2 separate regions of the Mus musculus genome follow, and region 2 is linked to region 1. A link is a contact called in public promoter capture Hi-C data. All regions are on one chromosome and are shown on one strand. Each heading gives the region's core, a stretch centred on a gene start, on an enhancer-like site or on the middle of the called end of the contact. The rest is flanking DNA. Distances are from core to core; before and after follow the strand shown. Region 1 holds the start of Endou (endonuclease, polyU-specific). Region 2 has its middle 8.5 kb from the start of Snora34.

What was found. Promoter capture Hi-C pulls out the DNA fragments that hold promoters and counts their contacts.
Region 2: a promoter capture Hi-C map of pre-B cells shows a contact between it and region 1, with 2.4 times the contacts expected there. The contact joins the enhancer-like site here to the promoter of Endou in region 1. A contact is called at or near these places in 8 of 39 promoter capture datasets (the 3T3-L1 cell line, 3T3-L1-derived adipocytes, the HPC-7 cell line and 4 more).

Annotation. Positions count from the first base shown.
Region 1 is chr15:97,729,940-97,733,207 of GRCm38.p6, forward strand. It overlaps Endou (endonuclease, polyU-specific), which reads right to left and starts at 1,466. Exons shown (of 10, transcript NM_001168693.1): 1 at 1,276-1,466. The coding sequence starts at 1,330.
Region 2 is chr15:98,509,718-98,512,985 of GRCm38.p6, forward strand. No RefSeq gene overlaps it. Among named protein-coding and RNA genes, the nearest start is that of Snora34, 8.5 kb to the right of the region's middle. Within about 2 kb of position 1,539, at least 170 of the 459 cell types and tissues checked have an H3K27ac peak or open chromatin away from gene starts, as enhancers often do. A contact at or near this core is called in 3T3-L1-derived adipocytes, the HPC-7 cell line, hippocampal neurons and 1 more, where this site is marked.

The DNA of each region.
Region 1 (3,268 bases), core at 216-2,715:
ACGCTCACTCCTGCCCGCTGCTGTCTCTCCATCCCCTCTCCCCTCACCTCCCATCCATGTAACAGCAGAGGCTAACCATCACTTTCAGCCCTAGTAGCCCAGGGCTGCCTGAACCTCTAAAACCACTACAGCCATACCCTCGGGGACCTCCTCCAAGGACCAGATGTCTCCCACGCAGTCCTATCCCAAGCTCCTTGACCATCCATCCTCCTACACTAGTTAGTCCCACACGCTCTCCTCTATTCCCTCAGTGGGCAGACCTGAGGTAAGGTCCCGAGCTTACATAGGCTTCTTTCTTCTTCTTTCCCTTCCTCCTCTTCCATTCCAGCCCTAGGCAGAGCTGAGTCCTCGAAGAGATGCCTGTAGTGTTGAGAGCCATGGGAATGGCTTTTCCCCTCCATGCCTTCCCTATTTAGGAATCCCCCTGGGGTTTCTCTGTGCGTCCCCTGATGGGGAAGATCGCAAAATTCAGCTCCTCCTAGAAATCTTTATGCTACAGACCCAACAAGTCCCAACGGGCTGAGCCCTCGACTGCTCCTCCTGCCTTGACTTATCAGATCCTGTCCAGAGTCCGAGGCAGGAACACCCTGGGAGGCTGGAATGGCAGGAACTCTGACTCTCCTGGAGCTCAGCTCCCTCCCTTGGCTCTCCTCCCTACCACCCACTAGTCGCTAATTAACACAGCAGTAGCAGCTTTTGCACAGTTACAGAACAGGACAGTGTCCCTTTCCTCTTCCAGTCCCCATCTCCTTCCATCACTACCTGCAAATGCAAGGCCCATCCCTTCTCTACCTTTCAGCTCCCCTAACCTGGGGCAACCCCACCCCCACCCCATCACACTAACCAGTCATTTGTTCTTTCCCAAGTAGGACAGGGCTCACCTCTGAGTCAGGGGCTTTGGTTTCCTCCTGAGCCCACCCATCTCCTAACTCCCACCTATCACCAGGCAGCTGAAGAGCGAGTGACCAAGGGCATCCAGGTAACCCCAACTCAGCAACCTCCTTCCCTTCCAAACCATGTAGTAGCCCCAAGAAAACAAAACCTCATCCAAGTATGGAGTCTGGTTTTTCTAGTGATGTTGGAGCTGATCCTCCAAGATCTCAGCTCTGCAATCCCTCCACATCATTAGCCAACTTCAGAGCCTGATCCTGCAACCTCAAGCAAGGGCAGGTCAAATGGTCCACTGGGTTAGGACATCATTCATCCTGTTATGCCCCAGCACTCTGTTCTTTAGGCAACCCAGCCTACGCCCGTGCCCACCAGAGAATGACTTACCAGCCCAGGCTAGACCACAGAGCATAGCCACTATAAAAGGAACACGGGCCTTCATGATGCCACCTGCAGCAGAGCGGCCGTTGGACTTCCCACCACAATCAAGATGAACGTCACAGTGCCCAGATGAGCCGTATCCCTCAGGCCGATCCTTTTAAAGACACCAGGACTTGTGGATCTGGTGTGGCTGGATCCTTCCAGGAAGGAAAGGGGGGAGGGAGGGATCACAGATGGATAGGAGGTAGAGAGGAGGAGGAGGGGGAGGGGGAGGGGCCCCACAGCTGTTTGAAGCCTAAGAGAAGGTGACTAAGCAGGCAGGTCATGCCAGATGTTTAAAACAGGTAATGCTTGCTATTTGTAGCTGGAAAATAGGCCACACTAGCAGACGCAGCAAGATGAACCTAGTTTGGCAGGTTCTCTATTCAAGTGAGGAGCACTAATGTGTTCCTCTTTGGATGATCTATTTTAAACACCCACCTACCCCCAGTCCCAGACCTGGCCTGCTGGAGACTGTAGTTCTAGATTCCCATTCGAATGGCGGTGGTCACATAGCTGGTGCGTTTCTCATTCAGTATAGAAATCCCTTCCGTGATCCCAAGTGCTTGTGGGATTTTCCCTTGGGTGTCATCATGCTTGAAGAGGTAGAGGTGCATCCTCTCTGGACTGCTCATCTCCCCTCACAGATCTCGTTCTTAACCCCTAGGACTTTATAGCCTAAGATGGACCAGCACAGAGAAAATTAGTTAAGGGATCTGGAGGGAAAGACAGCAGGACACTAAGTCAGCAGTCATCAGCTCGTTCACGCAGAGGTAACTTGGGGAGAAACTTGGATTTCCTTCTGGCTAGGTTTTACAGCAACTTGGCACAAGTTAGGGTCATCTGCGAAGAAGATGCCCCCATAGGCAAACCCGTGAGGCGTTTCCATGGTGGATGACTGACATGGGAGGTCCAGCCCACTGTGGGCGGTGCCAACCTTGGCCACGTGGTCTTGGGTTGTATAAGAAAGCAGGCTGACCAAGTCACGGGAGCAAGCCAGTGAGCAGCGTTCCTCCATGGCTTCTACTTAAGTTCCTACCTTAGGTTCCTGCCCTCAGTGATGAGTTGTGACTGGAAGATTGTAAGACAAATTAAACCTTTTCCTCTTCAAATTGTTTCGGGTCGTTTTACCACAGCAATAGAAACCTTAATTAAGACGGATGCTCACAGCATTGTATACAAGCACCCAGAAAAGGTGGAATGCACCCCCAACAGGATTTTCTATCTGCTGGTCATCTAGGAACCCCACCGCTTCCCCTCCTCGGCTCTCTTGCAGCTAGATGCTCACTTAGGCTTCTATCTTGACAAGCTTTTCCAGGGAGCCACTATGGAAACTCCAGAAAACTGGGACCAGCGTGGGGAAGGATCCAGGGAGGTGCATGGTGAAGGGTGAGGGGAAAGAATGCTAAGGGAAAGAGGCCAAGGCTGCTAGGGCTCAGGGCAGGCAGCCATCAGAAATGTTGGAAGTGGGTATCCTGTTTGGTGATAGCTATCCAGCCGCCATTTTATACTAAGTGCTATGTTGTAACGGGGTTTAGACCTTAACAATTCTCCCTGTGAGTTATATATCTATTCTCATTATTGATCTGTCTGCCTACTTACAACCTACCTATCTATTTCATCTGTGTGTCTGTGTATCTGTCTGTCTGTCTATCTGCCTGTCTGCCTGTCTCCATCTCTCTGCCTCTGTGTGTGTGTCTGCGTGTGCCTGTCTCCATCTGTGTGTGTGTGTGTGTATGTATGTATGTATGTATGTATGTATGTCTGCTTGTCTCTCTATTTGTGTGTATGTTTGTGTGTCTATGTTTATACGTATGAGTACAGGGACATGCATGCTACCGTACACATGCAGAAGTCAGAGGACAGCTTCGGGTGTTGGTTCTTGTTTAAGACACGATCTCTATAATCTCTGGTGGTCTTTGCCAGGCTCACTGGCCTGTGATCTTCCAGCCATTCTCCT
Region 2 (3,268 bases), core at 289-2,788, 780 kb after region 1:
ATGTAAAGCAAGCTTCTAGACTCTTTTTTGTAAACATTCAGTCTTGCATTTCACTTTGGAAAGTGGCCTCTGTTATCAGCAGACTCATATGAAGTGAATATGAAAAGACACTCCCATTTAATCCCCCGGAACATACTTCTAACATTTCATAAAGCACTGTTAGAAGCTGACGGTATGGCAGAGCAGTGGTGGTGCACGCCTTTAATCCCAGCACTTGGGAGACAGAGGCAGGAGAATTTCTGAGTTCGAGGCCAGCCTGTTCTACAGAGGAAGTTCCAGGACAGCCAGGGCTACACAGAGAAACCCTGTCTTGGAGGAGGAGGAGGAGGAGGAGGAGGAGGAGGAGGAGGAGGAGGAACTAGAATGATGATAGAATAGATAGATAGATAGATAGATAGATAGATAGTAGTTAGACAGATGGTAGGGATAGATGGATATTATTGATAGATAAATAGATGATAGATAACAGAAATGTGTAATTATATAGATATCGGTATAATGATACAAAGTGACCACCTTGGGCCTTTCCCAGGACACCAAATCCCCACCCCCCCGTCTCCAAACCACAGAAAATAGTAGGGCTACATAAATATTCCTGGGGTAATGCTACATAAATATTCCTAGGATAACATGATACAACAAATGTCCATCGCTGATCTTCCAAGGTGAAAACGAATTGCTCTTGATGCACTGCGTAAGGGCACTGACCCAAAGTCAAAGACAGTTCTCACACACACACACACACACACACACACCACACACACACACACACACACACACACCACACACACACACACACACACACACACACACACACACACACACACACACACACACACATTCACATGCCCCCACTCCACATGACAGACTCTGCGATACAGGCTTTCTCCAAATGCCGCGAAGACCACACGGGGGCGCTGTCGGGCTGTGTTTTGCCCATAGTTCATCAACTTATCTCCCAAGCAACCAAGCCTTTGGTGGGCAGGGGTGGTTCAAGACCCGAAATGTAGACACATTTACAAAGAGGTGTGTCGGAGCAGCCAGCCTCGGTCCCACGCAGCATCAGTACCTGCAATGCAAGCAGCGGCAGGTCTGGGGATTGAGGGAGCACGCCACTGCACGGTCCACAGAAGCCAACTGTTTCCAGCCCCTGCTGACCCCATGTGTTGTGCTGAACATCCACCATGGTCCCTAGAGGAACTGTTTACAATGGGAAGCCTGGCGCACTCTTAACTCTCAGACTATCCGCATTGTAGAGTTGTGTTTATTAACCGTCTCTGACGTTTCACCAGCATCGGCTCCATAATAAAAGGCGTCCCAGTGGTCACCTGGATCATTAGCAAGTGTTATCCCCGATTCTGTGGTCCCAGGACCTGTAAGCTTTGCTTTCAAGAATAGGTTATAATGGAGGCTAATTTTTTCTGCCTCCTACGCAGTCAGCAGGACACTTCACTATCTGCCTTGTCCCAGAGACTCAGTAACCAGATCCAGAGTAACTCCCCTGGGCTTTCTCTTGCTTTCCAAGTTCCTGCAAAGCCATTATAGTACAGGGAATATAAGCACATTTATCCTGTGGCTGTTCTCTGCTCCCGCACTGGACACCTTTGGCCCAGGCGCTACTTTCCTATTTCCCTAGCCTGGAATACAGCATCGCGTGGGACTTGCCCAGAGTCTGTTTTATTTTTTATTTAAAATAAAGAGGGGGGGGTGTTAATGAATTCATTCTCTAAAGCACAAGCAGACGCTTTTCATTTCTCTCTCAGTTCCCATTTTGTGCACTTCCGCTTCTCAGCACATTGTCTTGAGAACGCGGATTCTGTACTTCCGTGGGTGGGCTCGCATTGCTTTCTTCCCCGGCGTTAGGGATAGATAGTCCCATGGCACATGTGTGCTCTGCCTCTGAGCTACAGGCACAGGCAGTCCTTGAGTTATGAACACGCTTCCAACATCCTTACTTTGTGATTGTTTACCACAAATGGAAATTTAAGTGAGGCTTCCTGGCCTTAGAGGAGGTGAAAGATTTTTCTGTTTGTTTAGGTTTTTTTTTTTTTTTTTGCTTTTGCTTTTGAAACGGTTTCTCTGTGTAGCCCTGGCTGTCCTGGAACTTGCTCTGTAGAATAGATTTGCCTCGAACTCAGAGACCTGCCTACCTCTGCCTCCTGATGACAGGACTAAACGTGCCGTGATAAAAGGAATTTAGTCCACTCATAGAACAATCTGACTATTAACTGACAGGATTAGATTCTCTTTTTTAAGACCTATTTATTTATTTATTATGTATACAATGTTCCGCCTACATGTATGCTTGCAAGCCAGAAGAGAGCAAAAGATCACATTACAGATAGTTGTGAGCCACCCTGTGGTTGCTGGGAAACTGGGCACCTCTGGAAAAGCAGCCAGTGCTCTTAACCACTGAGCCATCTCTCCAGCTCCAGAATTAGATTCTTATTCAAAATTTAATCTAATTACTCTCTTCTCCCTATATAAATCCACCAGTGTCGAGTTTACGCACATATTACTATAGATGCTAATTCTGAATCTATAAAATAAAAATATTATGGTTGGTTTTAATGTCAACTTGTCGCAGATTAGAATCACCGAATACGGAGCCTCGCCTGAAGACATGTTCTGAAGAAGTTGATCTGACTGGTGTGGGAAGGCCCTCCCCTGATTGTGGGTGGGCCTGGTAGCAGCTCCGATAAAAAGGTTGTTTTGGTAGGACGTTATCTCCCCTTTGTTCCTTCTGGCCTTCCCTCTCGCCATGAGTTTGTTTGCCTGGGATACGGATGATTCTCTCTGATGTCAGAATCAGTATTTATAAGTTGTCATCAAGACTAGGTACCAACAGCTCCCCAGGAACCTTCTGGACCTCTGTGTGCCAGACCAGTACTAAGCCACCCTGCCTTGGGGATGGAGCAAATATCAGCTGTTGAACTGCCCCACCCACCCACCCACCCCCACCCACCCACCCACCCCCACCACCCTCGAGAGACCATTCCTGAGGGACTAATGGGAGGCATTCAGCCATAAGGACCAAGTACTCAGGTAAGTCTCCGCTCTCTGCAATTCTGCTGTTGTTACTGTTTAAAGCCGGGAGGGCAATGTGCAAAAAGGATGACGCACAAGTGACTTAGTCACGTTTGTGAAATGTGAATAGTTCAGGAGAGACACGGCTAGAGACAGATGGTGTGGTCACTGTCACGCACAGCAAAAGTCACCCTCCGCATTCCGTCGGCAGGCTTGGCAAGAAGTACAGGGCACGGGGCCC